2 separate regions of the Mus musculus genome follow, and region 1 is linked to region 2. Evidence: chromatin contacts called from public HiChIP or PLAC-seq data. All regions are on one chromosome and are shown on one strand. The core of a region is the stretch at or near the end of the contact, and the rest is flanking DNA. Distances in the headings are between cores, read along the strand shown. Region 1 overlaps Herc1 (HECT and RLD domain containing E3 ubiquitin protein ligase family member 1). Region 2 has its middle 3.6 kb from the start of Gm39364.

Region 1 (5,052 bases), core at 190-2,689, 70 kb after region 2:
TGTAACATTTGAACAGAGACCTGAATAAACAGAAGTAGTGAGTTAAGCAGAAGTCTGTAAAGAGTTTGTTGTCTGTAGAAGTGAATCCCTACACTTTCATAACCTTGAATATTATATTAAAGAATAAGCATATATATGATAAATTTTAAGAATTTACAAGACTGAACTGTAATAACTTTGAAAACCAAGAATAAAAATTTGAATTTTAAAATATTAATGCTCAAATACTTATAAACTGATTTAGGTATAAGTTCAGTTAAGTTAAATTGATCAGGTTTTGGTTGTTTGCTTTTGCTTTGTGTGTGTGTGCTTGTGAGTGTGTGTGTTTTAAATGGTCTCATTGTGTATCCCTGGCTGACCTGGAATTCTTGACCAGGTTGGCCTTGAATTCACAGAGATCCACTTGCCTCTGCCTCTGAGATTAAAGGTATGTGCCATAGTATCCTTCCAGGTTTGTGTGTTTGTAAGGGAGGGAGGAGGGGGGAGAGTGAGTTCATGTACCTTTTATTGCCCAATATAACCTAACAAATGTATTTTAAAATCACAAAGATGCCACTTGTTATATTTACATATTTCAAACCTTCCCTCTATCACCAAGTGAAATGCAAAGCTTTTGATTAATAAAAGTATTTCATTAAAAACAGTCACTTTCAAAGCAGAAGCATTGAACTTTTTATCTGGTATATGTTTTGTATTTGTGAACTGAACTGTAAATGTTTGGTTACTTTATCTCCCTCCCTCCCTCCCTCCCTCCCTCCCTTTCTTTTTTTCTTTGTATGTGTTTTTCTCCATGTAGCCCTAGCTATCCTGGAACTAGCTCTGTACACCAGGCTGGCTTTGAATTCAGAGATTTTCCTACCTCTGTCTCCTGAGTGCTTGGATTAAAGGTGTGTGCCACAGTATATGTTTACCATGGTATTTTTTTCTAGAACAAAATTAGTAAGAGGTTTCTTCACCTTTTTTTTTTTTTAAAGAAGGAAAGGAGTGCCCCAGGACTTGACTGATTTCCACAATATCTATTTGTTATAAAGAAATGCATGTCAGATTCAACAGGTTCAGGAAGGAAGCTGATGTTTGTGTGTGTGTGTGTGTGTGTGTGTGTGTGTGTGTGTAAGAGAGAGAGAGAGAGAATATGAATATGAATATGGAAATGTCTTGAGATTGCATAACATTGCAAATTTCTAGTTGAGAAGGGGGAAGTTCCATACCACATGATTTAGTCTGGCTAGTCTGTAAGCCAAGGAGTCAGATACTGTGTGGGAATGTGTGTATGTGTAGAGGGGATTAATCTTGCTTAAAGCTGCAAATGGGAGGCATGGAACTACCAGGCACCTGGAAAGAGGTTGCAGGAAAGCTTGGCTGTTAGGGGGAAGAGAGAAGCAGCTAGAGGATCTATAATCTAATAACACTGTTGCCTTTTATTGCCTCATCCTTCCACCCCCACACCCTGTGTTCCATTACCCCAGGATCTAATGTGCTAGGCAAGCACTCTACACCCCTTCTATCATATAACATTTTAGCATCTTCTAGCATAAGCTTGCTTATATAGTCACAAATTGACTTGATATTTAAGTTGACTCTATAAGCTCAAGAAAACATTATTATATATATGTATATAAGACTTTGTATATAATGTGTTTTATTTTTTATTTAATAATATTCTACACCCTGCCTTTTCAGCTTCTTTGATTAACTGCTCCTCACTATTTGGAGTGAGGAGAAAGTAAACTAATTTTAGTGCCTGTTTTCTATCAGGTGCTTTGCATATTTTTTCAATTATCATGTGAGGTAATTTCATAATTTGTGAGGTAAGATATTATTTACCTTGATCTTAAAAGTGTGAAGCAACTGTGTTAGTCTACTGAGTATCATAATATAACACAGACTCCTGAGTCACATACTGTGTGAAGTAATTCTTATAACCTTGAGTTTACCTTTTAAATCCATATTTTTCTGGTTCTATTTTATACAGTTTACTTGCTTTTGTTAAATAGGTTAACCTTTTCCACAAATAGTAACTATAAAATGTGTAGCAGAATGATTTTATTGTTAGTTTTCTAGTTTCTGTCTATTTGTCATTCCTGGACAAATATCAGGTGTACCTAGTCAGAAACCACCCTTCCTCCACCCAAGGCCCTATACCTTGTCATATATGCTTCTTAGTAAGTCAAAGATACACTGAAAAGTAGACTGCTGTCTTCAACATTCTGTGTTTGCCTCAAAGAAGAATCTTGTGTTTTATTTAGTATGGCTTTCTCTCTATTTAATGAGGCAGTTATAAAGTGATTGGTGCTTGATTGATCCTTTGACGCAATAGATTTTTGTAATACTTTTAGTTGGTTTTGTCCTAGTAATAGGAATTGGTAGTACACCTAATCTTACAAAGTTTTTAAAGTAGATTTTTTTTAACTTATATGTCTGTTTCCTTTCCATATTGTACCCCACAATATTTAATTACAGGGTTCATCTGCTGATCGGAGTCAGTGGAGAGAACCAACTAGAACATCTGAAGGCTTATGTTCACTCTATGAGGCAGCATTATGTCTTTTTGAAGAGGTATGTAATCTTCATAGCTTTGCATTAAAAATGTCTTTGTTGTAAAATGTTACAGCATACATTTATCTCTTGAAAGTCTCTAAAAGAAAATGGTACCAGTGGTTGGCTATCCCTGGAGATTGGAGCTCAGTGTTTAGTTGCCATGGCTTGGAAAGAGATACTTTTCAGTGTGTCTCCTTTTAGTTATTTTAATTTTTGGATCATGTATTGGTAACTTTTGTTGAAAAAAGTTATTGAGTAAAACAGATTCAGAAGGAATTATAAATAATTGTATACCTTAACAAATTGTGGTAAAATAAATATTCTTCTAATCATTACCTAGACTTAAAAAAAAAAGATTGCCATCAAACCTGACAACTTGATTATAATTGCCAGGTACCACATGGTAGAAGGAAAGAACAAACTTTCTCAAGTACACACACACACACATACATATGAAAAGTAAATAGAATTTGCCATCCACTGCAGAAGGCCTTTCACAGTCTGGTCATTACCTTTTCTCTACAACAGTTCACTGTATTGACTTTTAAACTAATTTCCTTGCCAGTTTTAGTTGTGTCACCCACGTGTATGTGCCTGGACTCTAACTCATTTTTTTTTCCCACTTAAAAAATGTTTTTAAAATCGCTTTTTAAAAAATTGGTTATTTATTTACATTTCAAATGTTATTCTCCTTCTCAGTTTCCCCTCCCCAAACCCCCTTTCTCCTTCCCTGCCCCCCTGCTTCTATGAAGGTGCTCCCCCACCCACTCATCTATTCATGCCTCAGTACCCTAGCATTCCCCTATGCTTGGTCATTGAGCGTCTATAGGACCAAGGAACTCCCCTCCTATTGATGCCAGATAAGGCAATGTCTGTTACATGTGCAGCTGGAGCCATGGGTCCCTCCTGGTGGTTTAGTCCCTGGGAGCTCTGGGGGGTCTGGTTGCTTGATATTGTTGTTCTTCCTGTGGGGTTGCAAGCCCCTTCAGCTCCTTCAGTCCTTCCCCTAACTACTCCATTGAGGTCCCTGCACTCAGTCTGATAGTTGGCTGTGTGCATCCACATCTGTATTGGTTAGGCTCTGGCTCAGCCTCAGCCTCTCAGGGGACAGCTATACCAGGCTCCTGTCAGTAAGTGCTTCTTGGCATCTGCAATAGTGTCTGGGTTTGGTGTCTATAGATGGGATGGATCCCTAGGTGGGGCAGTTTCTGGATTGCCTTTGCATCAGTCTCTGCTCCACTTTTTGTCCCTGCATTTCCTTTTAACAGGAACAATTCTGATTAATATTGAAATTAGTGGGTGGCCTCATCCCTCAATCGGGGGCCGTGCCTATCCACTGGATATGCTCTCTACAGATTCTCTCTCCCCTTTGTTGGGTGTTTTGGCTAATGTCATCCCTGTTGGGTCTTGGGAACTTCTTGGGTCCTTGGCATTTGGGACTTTCTAGTGGCTACCCCCAGTTCCTCCTCCCCCACTGCTATATATTTCTGTTCAAATTCCTGACCCTCTGTACTTCTCCCCTGTCTCCTTCCCCCTCTTCCCTCCCTTCCCCTCTTCCTCCCACATCCCTCCCTCCCTCTACCTTCCCTTCTGAGTAAGAGTGAAGCATCCACACTTTGGTCTTCTTCCTTGGGTTTCATATGGTCTGTGAGTTGTATTTTGGGCATTCCAAACCTTTTTTTTTTTTGGTAGTGGGGGGGGGCTAATATCTACTTATCAGTGAGTACATACCATGTGTGTTCTTTTGTGACTGGGTTATATTTTCTAGTTCTGGATGATATCCAGATGATATCTGGATGATATTTTCTTTTCTTTTTTTTTTTTTTAAAGATTTATTTATTATATGTAAGTACACTGTAGCTATCTTCAGACACTCCAGAAGAGGGCGTCAGATCTTGTTACAGATGGTTGTGAGCCACCATGTGGTTGCTGGGATTTGAACTCCGGACCTTCGGAAGAGCAGTCGGGTGCTCTTACCCACTGAGCCATCTCTGGATGATATTTTCTATTTCCATCCATTTGCTTGTGAATTTCATGAAGACATTGTTTTTAATAGCTAAGTAGTACTCCATTGTATAAATGTCTGCATTTTCTGTATCCATTCTTCTGTTGAGGGACATCTGGATTGTTTCCAGCTTCTGATTATTATAAATAAGGCTGCTATGAACATAGTAGAGACTCCAGAGAACCAAATAACCCAATTAAAAATGGGGTACACGGCTAAACAAAGAATTTGCAACTGAGGAATACCGAATGGCTGAGAAGCAGTCAAAGAAATGTTCAGGCCGGGCGTGGTGGCGCACACCTTTAGTCCCAGCACTCGGGAGGCAGAGGCAGGTGGATTTCTGAGTTCGATGCCAACCTGGTCTACAAAGTGAGTTCCAGGACAGCCAAGGCTATACAGAGAAACCCTGTCTCAAAAAACCAAAAAAAAAAAAAAAAAAAAAAAGAAAAGAAAAGAAAAAAGAAATGTTCAACATCCTTAGTTGTCAGAGAAATGCAAATCAAAGACCC
Region 2 (4,672 bases), core at 1,903-4,402:
TCAGCTAATGTTTAATATGGTGACCCAGCAAACACACATGGGTTCAGTTGGTTACAGCATACCAGCAGTCAGGACTCCTAATGACCTGGAGTCCTGGCTCATTTTAATCTGCCACGGAAGGTGGTACTTGCTGACTAAAAATCCAACATGAAATATGAGAGGGTGTATTTCACCTGCGTGCTTCTTGGTCAAGCATCGATTCCCACTCTTTGATCATTTAGATCTTCTGGGACCCACCATTAGTTGGTAATTCACATCCTCCCCTTAAATACTTTATAAGACCCTGGGACAAGTATATTACCCCAAGGATGTTTCCTATCTGTTCTTTTCTTTTTTTGTTGTTGTTGGTTTTTTTTTTTTTTTTTTTTTTTTTTTTTGGTTTTTTGAGACAGGGTTTCTCTGTGTAGCCCTGGCTGTCCTGGAACTCACTCTGTAGACTAGGCTGGCCTCAAACTCAGAAGTCCACCTGCCTCTGCCTCCCTGGAATTAAAGGTGTGTGCCACCACACCCGGTTCCTATCTGTTCTTTAATAAGCTACATGTAGACGAGGGTAACTATCCTAGGCAGAAGTATGAGACTTAGAACTTCGTCTCATTCAAACTTGCTGGTTTAGAAACTGTACCAGATGACTGAAATACTTAGTAACAATGAGTTGACTAGATCAGGAGGACTTTGTGTATCTCTCAGTTCTGTTCACATATGATATGGTGTATAGCCTCTCACCTATTTAAAAATTCAATAAGGGAATTTGATCTTATAGAGGTATATGTTTCACATGATGTCCTTAACAAGATTAATTATAGAGTTAGCACTTTGGCTGGTGTTTGCATCCTGCTTGTTCCTTCCTGGTAGTGAGCTGAGTATTTATGAGGTTTGCCTGGTCTCTGATATGTGCTCCTCTCTCCGGGGACACGATGGTCTTCTGGAGTTGCTTGCTATGATTGATTTCTGCTTCAGTAGGCATGTGTTGTATGCTCAGGGATTCGATAAGGATTTTAATTTAGATTCTGAGAATTACACTCCAGTCCTCACGTCTGCACAGCAAGCACCTTACCAACTTGTCTACCTCACTCAGCCTTGATATTTTTTTAAAAACATGATTTATTTCATGTGTATGGGTGTACCACATGCATGTCTGGTACTTACAGAGGTTAGAAGAGGGCATTGGAACCCTTGGAAATGGAGTCACAGATGATTATGAGCCACCATGTAGGAATTGAGAATCTGGGGATTGAACTTGGTCCTCTAGAAGAGCAGCTGGTGATTTTAACTACTGAGCAACCTCCCCATTTCTCCTTTGATATGCCTTTATCTGTGAGATGGCTCAGTGTATAAATGTCCAAGCCCAATGACTCGAGTTCTTCACCAGGATCTACCTGGTAGAAGGACAGGATTGACTCCCTGAGGTTCAGACTGGAATATACTGGTCTGGTTGTATCTGGGGTTGGCTGCCTTGATTGAGGAAGGAGGTAGGTTCCAGGGACAAGGATGACTGCTGCTGTAGTCTGCACCTGCTTTCTTTGGTGCAGTAGTTGGATTACAGAAGAGATTTTACTGTTCACTGTCAATAAAACTACAAATACTAATCTAAGAAAACAATAGGCAGAGGGTTGTTAGTGGACTTGGGTTAGGAAAAAACAAGCAAAAAGAACATTTGGAAGGAGAGACCATGGCCTGGGCCTTGGGTGTTTGTGATGGAACCCCAGTCTCCTGTATTATTTAGGCTGTTTCCATAGTATTTTTTTGCTTCTCGTAATTCAGTCATATAAAAATCTGAGCTTGTACCGTGACTCCATTAGTCAGTCTTTCACAGTTAAAACATTTACTCAGTCCTCAGTGTATATTATCTGGGCCTAGGGAACAGAAGTTGGGGGTAAATCATAGGTTCAAGGTTCTTTTTATGACGTTTGGCTCAATGTGTGGTGACTGTTTTATACAGCTTTTCAAGAGCCTTGCTTTCTCACATTTCTGGAGTTGGGAGATATCTGTGCCTTTAGAATCCTTTCTTTCTGGCCATTCTTGTTACAACCAGTTGCTCCATGATGCCCACTTCTTCTGAGCTACAGCTGGCTTCCTTGACAGCTCATCATTTGCCTATTTGGGCCTGACACAGCCTCATTGAAGTCAGCGTGGACAGCCCTGTGGAGAGGTACCACTGGCTAGACCAGGACATATAAACTGTGGTGGTTGGTATCAGGATGTACAAAAGCAGCATGTGTGTGCATGTATATGTATGTACATGTGCATATTCATGTGTGTGCACATGTATATGCTGAGTCATGTGTCAGAGGTCATATTCATGTGTGTGCACATGTATTTGCTGAGTCATGATGTCAGAGGTCGACATCAGGTATCTGTCTTAGCCACTCTCCTCCTTAGTTTTTTGAGACAGGGTCTCTTACTGAGTCTTGAGGCCATAGACTTAGCTGGACTGGTTGGACAGTGAACTCCAGGGATCTGCCCATCTCCTCCCTGCACAGCCCTGAGGTTACAATTGTATTCGACCACACCTGTATTTTTATGTGGGTGCTAGGATTTCAAAAGCAGGTCTTCAAGCATGCACTGCATGTGTTCTACTAACCATCTCTCCAGTGCTGAACAGCACATTTTAAATTCAGGTGACCTCCCACCTCCCTCATTAATCTAAAAATGCTCACAGTCATCCCCTCTGCCTGGAACAGCCATGGCTATTTGGAAGTCATTATTTTCAAGGTATGAACTCAGTGGTCCCTTTATAGACTTGTGAAAGTGAGGGGAGTAACATCATTTTTTTTAATACCAATTTTATGGCTAATAATATATTTGGCTTCCCAGAAACCAATCATGAGGAACTCTGATCTCACAAAATGACTCCATTAAAGATAATCATTTTTTCACACTGCAAATACTTGTCTGCTACCACTCTGTTTCTAGTGAACAAAAGGAACATTAAGCTGTACATTCAGGATTGTGTTTATAAAGCTTGCTGTAGATTGCAGAAAGAGTCTGTTTATGCAGGCTTTTAGGAACGGAGCTCCCCTCCCCATCTGGGGGCGTCTACACCATCTGTGGGGTTATTTCCTGTTTCATTTGTTTTTCAGGTTCTAGGGCTCAGGAGATTTTGAACATTATCACTGTAGAGGGAATTGTTCAGCCTTGAGGCGCGATTTAAAACCGAAACTGAAAGGCAGATGTAAAACAGGCGTGGAAACCCATTCGAAGGGGGAAATACACCCACACAGATTGCCTTCCTCCATCTGAAGTCCAGGGGAAAAGCAAGAAGGGACAGGTACACGGAGTTCTCTGCAGTGCCAGAGCCAGCCAGCTACTCCTTCTGGAAGGAGGCGGGAGCTGCTGAAGGAAAGAAAGCGAAGAGCTCTGTCAAGTGTAAGCTGAAGAAAAACCAGGCAGGCGCTCCAGGATGATCGCCAGATATGTCTAACTGTGCCATGGAGGATGGAGAGCCGCGCGGAGGAATGAGCCACGCGGAGGAATGAGTAGTGGGCGGTCTGTGCCCAGCCAGCCACCCCCGGCTGTGCAGCTGTGTCAGCCCAGGTCTTCTGAGAAACAGGCACTGAAACAGGAGGAGAGGGCCAGAGGGCTATTAGGCAAATGCCTGCAGGCAAAGTATGTGTGTTGCAGGGAGAGTTGGGGTGATCTCAGCCCTCCTTGTAGCCTGCCCCCACATAAGAGTCAGGAGGGAAGAAAGAATAGATGGTAGTTTCTCATGCTATGTTGAGAAAGGCAGGCAAGGCCGTGGGAGAAAGCAAAAGTTCCTGAGCAGAGGACTTCCGTGAGTTCTGTGGCTGCTTTGGTGTCTCCGCCGGGAACAACCTGGGGAAGAATGTCAGGTTATCTCATTTATCTGAGCCTCGGTTTCCACAACTGTAACGTGAAGGTTATTAGGAGGATTGAATAAGATAACACATGTGGCGTCAAGTGGGGTGACTCATACCTGTCATCCTAGCCCTTGGGAATCTGAGACAGGAGGATTGCTTTGAGATCCTGTCTCTAAAACCAGACAGTACCACTCGACTCTCACCTCAGACCTCTCTAACCATACCTCCTCCCAACCTTTAACCAAGTATGCAAGGAGGCAGGTATAAGCACTCCAATGGTCATGGCTGCAGGTTTTGTGTTTTGGCAGCCAGTGATCCAGTCTTTGTAACAGTCTCTGCTATAAAGCCTTGGAGTGCTGAGATGGCGAGAGATGGCCAGCACTCTCACTTGGAAAGAATCTACAGCACAGTTGGAGAGCTGGGTCATACCCCTTGGGAGTATTCTCAGGGAGGACTCATGGGCCATACCCCTTGGGAGTATTCTCAGGGAGGACTCATGGGTCATACCCCTTGGGAGTATTCTTGTGAGGACTCTCAGCCAAGCTCTGTTTCTACATACTGAGTTGAAGCACCCATATGGAGCTGAGTTGGAGCACCCTACCTTACTCACTGTTTCCATCCAACCTTCTGCTGCTCTCCATGAGCCACGTGTGCCTGCTGTGCTTATTCCCCTGGCTCCTCCCCCTATAGAGTTGTCTCCCTAACTCTCCCTCCTAGTGAATGCCTTTTTCCTGTCCACCTTAGATATTCCCTTCCCGGGCACCCTTCTCTCACGACTGGTTCCAGTCCCTTAGGCTTGTCATCTCATGTATCTCTTCTGTGCCTGCCTCTGGTATCTGGAAAAAAGAGGCTCT

Evidence for each region. HiChIP or PLAC-seq counts read pairs in DNA pulled down with a chosen protein or histone mark.
Region 1: a contact with region 2 is called in an H3K4me3 HiChIP or PLAC-seq map of bone marrow-derived macrophages, with 2.2 times the contacts expected there. The contact joins two enhancer-like sites. A contact is called at or near these places in 2 of 39 promoter capture datasets (the C10 cell line and liver), 1 of 15 datasets of contacts at CTCF or cohesin (CD8 T cells), 14 of 484 Hi-C or Micro-C datasets (the 63-12 cell line, B cells, CD8 T cells and 9 more), 4 of 115 datasets of contacts at active chromatin or transcription factors (CD8 T cells, the SCID.adh cell line and bone marrow-derived macrophages) and 1 of 9 other capture datasets (embryonic stem cells).

The regions. Positions count from the first base shown.
Region 1 is chr9:66,373,857-66,378,908 of GRCm38.p6, forward strand. It overlaps Herc1 (HECT and RLD domain containing E3 ubiquitin protein ligase family member 1), which reads left to right. Exons shown (of 78, transcript NM_145617.3): 3 at 2,461-2,556. Among named protein-coding and RNA genes, the nearest start is that of Gm30447, 23 kb to the left of the region's middle. Within about 2 kb of position 1,440, at least 54 of the 459 cell types and tissues checked have an H3K27ac peak or open chromatin away from gene starts, as enhancers often do. A contact at or near this core is called in bone marrow-derived macrophages, where this site is marked.
Region 2 is chr9:66,302,234-66,306,905 of GRCm38.p6, forward strand. No RefSeq gene overlaps it. Among named protein-coding and RNA genes, the nearest start is that of Gm39364, 3.6 kb to the left of the region's middle. Within about 2 kb of position 3,153, at least 157 of the 459 cell types and tissues checked have an H3K27ac peak or open chromatin away from gene starts, as enhancers often do. A contact at or near this core is called in bone marrow-derived macrophages, where this site is marked.